Linked DNA regions of Mus musculus: region 2 is linked to region 1. The links are chromatin contacts, called in public Hi-C maps. All regions are on one chromosome and are shown on one strand. The core of a region is the stretch at or near the end of the contact, and the rest is flanking DNA. Distances in the headings are between cores, read along the strand shown. Region 1 holds the start of Itih5 (inter-alpha (globulin) inhibitor H5). Region 2 overlaps Itih5 (inter-alpha (globulin) inhibitor H5).

Region 1 (4,771 bases), core at 707-3,206:
ATTCTCAGGTTCTATGCTAAGTACATCAGCTCTTCAGTCTTTTTCTTATCAGTTCTTGGGATCGAACTCAGAGACCTCATTCATCCCAGGCAAGTAATCTGCCTTGGGGCCAAGCTGGTCCTGTCTCTAACCCAGAGCCCTGCCCGCTCCTCTCTGTCTCTGTCTCTGTCTCTGTCTCTGTCTCTGTCTCTGTCTCTGTCTCTGTCTGTCTCTGTCTGTGTCTCTCTGTCTCTCTGTCTCTCTCTCTCTCTCTCACTTGCGTGTGTGTGTGTGTGTGTGTGTGTGTGTGTGTGTTTTGTCTGATTTAGTCATTTTCAAGATAAATGTTGCCATGGGTTGGAAATAACAGGAAATCACCAAATCCCATGTTTTTTCTAAGAAAGAAACCTTGGAAAGTGTTAAGCTCACTTGTAGTCGTGGAGACAACATGGCTTGAATCCATCTCTAGTCCCCAGAAAGATTCTTTGTCTTGGTTCTTCCCACATTCCCTTCCCCTTACACCCTCGCAAAGCTTCAAGAACTTTACTCTGAATTCCGTCCCTCAGCAATTCCACAGTAGAAGCCTACCAGCAGAAGCTATGTCAAGTGCCAACCCTGCTGGCAGTTTAGAATACAGATCTAGGTAGCCAAGTCCTAACCAATAAAATATCTCTCATTTATTGAGTGCCTGCTGGATACCAGGTCCTTGCTATATGCTCAAAAGGAATTGTAAGCCAGACACGATGCACACCTATAATCCCAGCATTTGGAAGAGTCAGACTGGAAGACTGAGAGTTCAAAGCCAGCCTGGGTTAATAGCAGGCTTTAGTCCAGCCCTAGCCCCATAGAACAGCATGCCTTGCAGAGAAAATACATTGCATTCAAATATGGAGTGTGCTCAGGACAGCTGTAAATGGCAGAGTAGGCAGAGTGGGGACCAGCCTTTCTTTGGACCCAAGCCTACTTTTCTCCTACACCTCCACAAAAGCTCGCTTCTCCTACAGGATCCTTACAGGGATGTTAGGACATATCTGTTTGACAGTTTTCGTGGAACGTTTCCAGTGGTCAGACACTGGACTGAACCTTTTCATTTGCAGAGCTGTTGTCATCTGTGCGGTTATGAACTTAAAACACAAACTCTGACGTATGCACCAAGTACCTGAGCTTGACACTGGCTTAATTGTGGGACCTCCAGTAAACTACTCACAATTAATAAGAACCAGAGGGCAAATTGGGTTTTCCCATGTTTGGGTGGAGAGTGTTGAAGTTTCCAGGAGTTTAAGGCTTTTAATCAGCTATCGACCCCACCCCCCCACCCCCCCCCCCACCCCCCCCCCGCTTCCCGGGTGAGAGCTAACAGTTAACCATCTCACACTTCTAAGATTTTCGGAAACTTTCAATGAACTGCTGGGCAGGAGCCTTCTCAGAAATTTGTAAGGACGGATAGGAATCTGGTAGGCAGCGGGAGCTAACAAGAACATTGGATTCTGCACAACTTTGAAGTTCCATGTACGGCTCTGCGAGAATCTGGCACGGAGCAGGCGCTGAGGACCACTCAGAAGTAGCACAAGTGACCAACAGATGGGAAAGTCCCCATGCTGAAGACTGGGAAAAGAAACAGTGCAGACCCAGAGGAAGGCGATCCCCCTCCCCCCTTCCTTGCATCCTACAGATCAATTCCAGCCTGTCCAGAAGCCATAAGCCCCAGGGAGATGGAGGGAAGGGACAGAGTCGCTGGCTCCCACAGCTCTTTCCCCTACTTACTTGCTCCGAGGTGTCGTCCCAACTCCTTGCCTCTTCCTGGGACTCTGAGAAGAGGGGCAACCCCAAGCACAGCCCTAGCAGCAGGAGCATGGCGAAGCCAGAGCGCGCGACCTCTCTGGGACAGCGAAGGTTTTTCAGGGAGTTGGAGGAGCCGCGGCTGCAGAGAAACACGCTGCATCCAGCCCTTCCTCCACCAAAGCCCCGCCCATCAATGTCCCCGCCCCCTTTATGCCCTTCAGGCCATCCTGAGTCCTGTCGCCTGTCGCCGCACTACCACTACCCCAGGCCACGCCTCTCTGTCCCTTGGGGAGTTTAGAGGGCATCCTTGGCTCCGCCCACAACTCACCCTATGATCCCTATGATCCTAGTTTTGCCTCCCCTGGGCTCCAAGGTTGACCGCAGGCCAGCTTTCTGCAGGCCACCACCTCCATCCTCCAGCTTGAGGAGCTACTGGGTTCCCATGTTTGGTTCCAGGAGGAAAAGACTCCAGACCTGCCCTAGTTGAGTGCACAGCGAAGCGAACTTTGTCCTGCATGCAGTCAACAAACTTCAGTGGAACTTGTTTCCTCTGCCTGTAGCTGCCAGGTACATCACTCCAACCCTTCATCCCCCGGTTTCCTTCGCTTTAGGATTTGCATAATTCCTGTTGCCCAGATCAGCTTTTAGAGCTCACCTGAAGTCTAAAGTTGACAGGGGCCCGCCCTTAGTATCTGCCACCAATGCTAGAGTCACAAATAACACGAGATGACAACTGATGGTCTAAGGCACACAAGCTGCATTGTCCCATTTAATTGATGAACTCTGGTATTGGAGGACAGAAAAGAGAACCTGCGTTCGCTTTTGAGAACATAGAACATTTGAACCTGTTTGGATTTTAGCTGGGGAATGAGTAGCATGTATCTTGATTACAGAATGTTGGTTCTATTTCTGACTTGCCACAGGAAAACCACTTCCGGTGAACCTGCCATGCCTGACCTTTTGCAACCGTAGGTGTGGGGGGAGGGGCAGTCTTTTTGCCCTGTGCACAAATAATGTAGCTATGTGTTTAGTGCAAAAGGCAGTTGTCTCAAAGACATACTCTGTCTCTGGCAATTCCATCTATCTAGATAGGGTGAGAAACGGGCTTCTGTGACCAAAAATGGGGAAGTGGCTGCCCCCATCCTAGGCACGATATGTCCCGTTAGACAGCCAATAATAATCATGAGGTCTATAGAAACACAGAGAGTGTTGGCAGTGTGATGGTGGGTGTAGGGATGTCAGATCACAGAACCACATCAACTGACACATCATAACTAGGTAAAAACACACAGGAATACACTTCACAAAAATCAGCAACAGTAGGCATTATGGCTTGAGCAGCCACCTCCTCTTAAAACATCCCACTTATTATTCTTAGAGCAATGGTGTTCGTTCTGCAGAGAAATCAGGAGAAGTTCGAACAAGCAAACTTGGTGCTACTGTGAAATAAATGAAAGGAAGATCCTGGTCGTCAACGTTAATCATTTAATTAGCCTAATCACCCAGTAATTTAAAAGGCACACAGCCAGCAGGAAGAAAGGCTGCTCCAGCCAGGTTTCCACACAGAAACCACATAGAAACCTGGCAGCAAACAGGTTGTTTACAGTTGCTATTCTCACTAAGGAAAAAACCCTCAGATCTTCTCCACTAGCTCCCCCAGGGATGAATAACTATTTGTGAACTGAGAGTCCCCATTGCAATGGACAACATCAGGTTATTGGAAGAGGGACAGTAATGGCTACCATGATTTGGGGGCTTAAACAGACCAGGGATTCCATCTTCTTCATCTCTTAGATTCCTTTTATCCTGAAATGTTACACAGGACCATACTCAATATCCCTACCCCCACCCCCGCTTCACATTTTACCTATTATCAAATACTCTCTAGCTTAGAGTCACAGCAGCAACATGAAGAAGTGTGTTTTGTTTTCTTTAGACTGAGGTTTCTCCCTCTTCCCGGAACCAAGGTACTGAAACACACCTCCTTTACTTTTTAGTCAATCTCTTGACAAGATCAGAAGTTCTTTGAAAACCAGCCTGTTTTACAGCTTCTAGCATTGTACATTGCACAGTTAGCACGGGGATAATCTTCTGATTAGTGGAATGAGACAAAAGACACATGGAGTGGATAGGTTCTAAGGAAGGAGAGGGCTTGTCCACACTGGCCCCCTTGATAAAGGCTCTGCACTGTCTGTTAAAGGGCCTCAGCTCACAATGGCCCACTTACAACCCATAGACTTTATAGTGGACCAGGACAATACACACTTTTTGTTTGTTTGTTTGTTTGCTTTGGTTTTGTTTTTGTTTTTCAAGACAGGGTTTCTCTGTGTAGCTCTGGCTGTCCTGGAACTCACTCTGTAGACCAGGCTAGCCTCGAACTCAGAAATCCACCTGCCTCTGCCTCCCAAGTGCTGGAATTGAAGGCATGAGCCACCACTCCCGGTGACAATACACACTTAAGAGAGAGCGTGCTTTGAGTTTAGGGGTTTGTTTCATGTTTCCTCCAGACCAGCAATATTTGTTGCTATGTTATCCCATGATACAGGAATAGCATGACATCTGAAGCTTCAGATCAACGGTGTAACCATGAGTATATACAACCAATATATCCTCTAGCATATACAACCAATATATCCTCTAGCAGGTATGTCTAGCCCATGGCTGAGGATGGCTATGAAGACAGATCAGTATAAAAGTGTAAGCTTAGTTGAAACAGTGTGAAATACCTTTGTGATTTTTTTATGACTATATTGAGTAGTTGTTAAGCATGAATTTTGAAGACAATCTTGTTGCAATGTAAAAGGCTGGACATATCTGCCTGAGTACAGTACATTGCCAATATTTTGGAATAGTGTACGTTTTGTTTCATGCATCATTGGGTCAACAAAATACCTATCTAAATATGTGTGTGAGACACTCAACACTTGATTATAAAATAGAAGCTGGGTTAGATGATTTTGTATTCTATATTCTAATAGAAGTAGTCTTAGCCTGTTTGTGATAGGGTCGG
Region 2 (4,273 bases), core at 266-2,765, 63 kb before region 1:
TTCTGTTTTGATTTTCTTTACAAATATTTGTGTCAGGAAAGTTTTCATATCATCCACTCCAAAACTATCAAAGCTATCACTGGACCCTTCCAACTGTAGCACATTAATTTCTTGTTTCCAACCTTCCTTTGCGTTTTTCCTCCAGCAAACACATCCCTGTTCTGCCAAGAAAACTGCATCCAAGGACAGCTCCTCCTTTCTCTCCTCTGTCATTAATATTTTTTTGCGACTCAGCTCTTTCTTATCCCCAGGATTCTTTCACTATCTACACAACGGCATGGATTTGAATAATGTGAGAATGTTCAGCATTTCTCCTCCCCAGCAAAATGCTAATGTCCTCTATTAACGTGGCTTACAGTGGGACATTCTTTCTTGAATCTACTTGTTCTCTGTCTCCACAGATTACTTTCCCAGCCACTGCCATAAAGCAAGCTGACAAGACAGCTTCATGTAGAGAAGGTATATTCTGTCTCACGGTTCATGATGGGAAAGCTGGGGCAGCTGTGGAAACAGGAAGTGGCTGCACATTGAGCATCCCCAACCAGAACCCAGAGAGTAATGGAGGTGTGCACAGAATGTGGCCCACTTCCTGTTTGACACAGGATCCCTGTCCAAGGAATGGCCCCACTCACAGTTAAGATGGGTCTTCCCACATCAATTAATGTGTAATCAAGGTACTCTCCCATAGACATGCTCAGAGTCCTGTCTCTCAGATCATTCTAGATTCTGTTGTGTTGAACGTTAACACTAAGTTTATCACTCCATGTTGTTGTAGATGCTACCAGTCTGCCTGCACAGGTCTTTTCCCCCATGCTCATCTCATTCACTCAAACAACTTCCAAGACACCTTCTAACTCAGCATTCCTGTCCTCCCCTGCCCCCACCACATATACACTCATCTCATCCCTAAGAACCGTTACCCACCCTGTGGTACAGTTGCCAAAGCTTCCATCTCTGTTGTTGAGGATTTTGCGTGGCGATTTTATCTTATTCTGTTTCTTTTGGATTCTTGTGAGATCAGGAGCCCAGTTATCTCTGTAAACTACCCCCCAAACCTCAACCCCAACTCACAACCTACTGACAGCACAAAGTCATATGCTTGGAGAATCTGAGTCTGGGGTCAAAACCAAGATGGATACCATTGAGGGGAGAGAGTCAGGTGTCCTGAACAAGAGAAGGGGGTGGCTGCACCCTGTCAGCTCTGAGGAATTTACTAAGTTGTAGTTTTAATCACTCAGCCAAGGCTGTGAAGTCCCTGGATTGACAAAGATTTCTGACACTCAGACAAGCATTTTTCGATGAGAATCTAAGTCTCTGGCTTACAGTGTTTATCTCTCTGTTACCTGCAGTGGTTCCCTTTCAGCCTCTCTATAGCCCTTTTGTAGGAGAACTTTGCCAATCCCAGTGGGAGAGTAGGGGGGAAATTGTTTTCAGGAAGCAGAAAGAGAGAAGCCATTAGCAGCTGGTGCCTTGATTTCTGATGCTGACAGACTGCAGCCTGCTTGGCTGAAGGGAGAGTGCTGGAGCGCTGACCCACAAGCGTTCTTTGTGTGGCAGCCAGAAGCTGCGTTCAGAATGCTCCGTGCTTGGAAACATGACCTCATTTACATAAATCTTCAGTGCCTCAAAAACAACTTGTTAAATGGGGTGACTCCAAGTTATTTAACATTAGCTGTGTGATAGCAGGATGTGCTGGTAGGTAAAGGTCTTTGCTGCCTTCTGGTTGACTTAAATTCTACTATGGGGACCCACGTGGTAAAAGGAGAAAGAAAAACTTCTCCAGCATGCTGTTCTCTGACCCCCGCTTCAGTGGTATAGTGCATACACACTTTCAGACACTTACATACCCACTGAATAACTGAAAACTTAAGTATCTATGATGTCAATGTGGGAGAACATTTTTTTCCTTGAAACTATAGATCTTGGGTCTTGGGAATGGCCTGAGAGAACTATTTTGGCCTTTGTTCATCTATTAATTACTTCATATCTTGGCTCAGACAAACAGACAGACAGACTTACACACACACACACACACACACACACACACACACACACACATTTTCCTTGTCCTTATACACTGCCTCATGTCCTAGATCTCTATTTTGTAATATATTTCTGAAACATGCATACCCTGTTGGCAAGGGCAGCTAGATAAGAATAGCAAAATGAAATGACCCAAGCCACATGCGGCTTAGTCATTGCACTAGGTGATAAGTCAACACACTGGGACTCATGGAAGAACCCAGATCTCAGTTCGTGCTGAGAAAAAAGTTTAATTGGAACACGACACTCCTACTTAAGCGCGTTATCTATGACTCCTCTACAGAACTGTAGTAGAGCTGCTGGGCTGGAATTGTAGCTCAGGGGTACAGTGCTTACCTAGCGTGCGTGAAGTCTTGGGTTCAAATCCCAGCACCACATAAACAAACAAGCGGGCATAAACAGTGGTCATAAGTAGTTACCATGACTTCTGGGGGTGCAGAGGCAGCTCAGAGATTAAGAGAGCTGGCTGCTCCTGCAGAAGATGTAAGTTTGGTTCCCAGCACTCACAGCCATCTGTAACTGAGTTCCAAGGGACTGACTTCCTCTTCTGGTCTCTGTGGGTACCTGACATGCACCATACATACATAATTCAGGCAGACACTCACACAAATAACATAAAAATATATCACTTCAAAAGTTACGATGGTACTAACCTACCTGAAGTTATCTATTTACTCCTATCTAGGAAGTTCACAAATCCCCAGGAATTCTTCCAATGGGGATGCGAACAGTGCTGTCCAGTATCTAAACAGACACTCGGGATGCCCAGTGCTTTATACTAATTTTCCTTTGTGTGATGCCACAAGATCATTTCCTTCTAGTCCCTCCCGATGTTTAGGCGTACTCTCCTTGGGGGTTTGCAACACACCTTCTTCCTGAGAGTCATCATTAATTCTGGAAGCTGCATCCTCCTGTACACAGCACACTGCATGTCTGGTGAGAGCCTTTGCATCCCACAGCTCACGTCCGTCTCTCCTCTCCCAGTTATTGGACCTTTGTACACGACCCCTCTTGATCTCTATCACTTAAAAGCTACATCATCTATACCCTGATATCTTCTAGAATCTTCTCTTTCAAAAATGTAACAGGTTCACTGGATCATGAAGAGCATGTGCTAGACTTTTTGGACATTATTGAACCGTCACAGACATGTCCTCGCTTAGCACTTCGGCGAACTTCACGCTCAGGTTCAAACCATCCAAGCAAATCATGAGAGTGAAGGAATACGCAGCCCTGTTCACACCCAAGGCGTACTTCATGTTAAATGAGAACAAGTCACTTACTCCATGCTCCAAAGCAGAATCACTTCATTGGTTTTTTTTTTTTGCAGCACCCAGCTGCTGGCTGGAGCCTCGGGGAGGTGATCTCTGTATCTATTCCCCTGCACCGCACAGCTTTCTCCATCATGATGCATGTCAACAGGAGCAGGTGGGGACTCAGGGACCAAAGGTGGTTCCTGACTGATGTTACAATAGGGAGCTTAAGGTAGGCTTGGGGCCAATTTGAATATTAACTTTCTTTTTTTAACTCTGTGTATTTCAGACTACTGATGTCATGTTCCTGCTCATCACCATATCCTAGATAAAAAGGAGGTGACAATACCTATTTCTTCATTGGATTGTCAAATGATTAAATGGTGAGGTGTATTCAGAGCGGGGCCAGAGAGATGGCTCAGTCAGTATGTGCTTCTTGAGTTCAGATCCCTAACACACACACACACACACACACACACACACACACACACACACACACACACACAAAGACTTGGCATAGCTGTATATGCCTACAATTCAGGCTGGGAGACAGAAACAGGAAGGAGGCGCACCAGCGCTTACTGTCCAGTCAGGCTAGTCTAATGGCAAGTGCCAGGGTCTGTGAAAAATTCTGTCTCAAAAAGTAAAATGAAGAATAATTGAAAAAGCCATCTAACATTGACCTCTGGTCTCCACATGCACATGTGTTTGAGCACCATATGTATGTGCATACAGATTCACACATACATAATTACATAAAAAGTGTATTTTTAAAAGTGTATATTAAAAGTATATATGTGTATATGTATATAATATATATTTAAGAGAGTATTAATCACTCAATAGTATCCAATGTACCTTTAGAAATACAAAGTAAGAAAAAGAAAACACAAAGTAAGGCCACACCACGTAGCATGGGTCGGGGAGAAGACCCAGAGGCCTGACACTCTGTGTCCTACCTGCAGCAGGAGCCACTA

Evidence for each region. Hi-C and Micro-C count contacts between places; a contact is called where the count stands out from the background.
Region 2: a Hi-C map of uterus shows a contact between it and region 1. The contact joins the enhancer-like site here to the promoter of Itih5 in region 1. A contact is called at or near these places in 1 of 39 promoter capture datasets (embryonic stem cells), 13 of 484 Hi-C or Micro-C datasets (the HL-1 cell line, Sertoli cells, beige adipocytes and 7 more), 4 of 115 datasets of contacts at active chromatin or transcription factors (astrocytes, double positive thymocytes, embryonic stem cells and 1 more) and 1 of 9 other capture datasets (adipose tissue).

What each region holds. Positions count from the first base shown.
Region 1 is chr2:10,150,728-10,155,498 of GRCm38.p6, reverse strand. It overlaps Itih5 (inter-alpha (globulin) inhibitor H5), which reads right to left and starts at 1,956. Exons shown (of 14, transcript NM_172471.2): 1 at 1,744-1,956. The coding sequence starts at 1,833.
Region 2 is chr2:10,213,938-10,218,210 of GRCm38.p6, reverse strand. All of the region lies in intron 7 of Itih5 (inter-alpha (globulin) inhibitor H5), which reads right to left. Among named protein-coding and RNA genes, the nearest start is that of Itih5, 63 kb to the right of the region's middle. Within about 2 kb of position 1,515, at least 88 of the 459 cell types and tissues checked have an H3K27ac peak or open chromatin away from gene starts, as enhancers often do. A contact at or near this core is called in adipose tissue, astrocytes, beige adipocytes and 4 more, where this site is marked.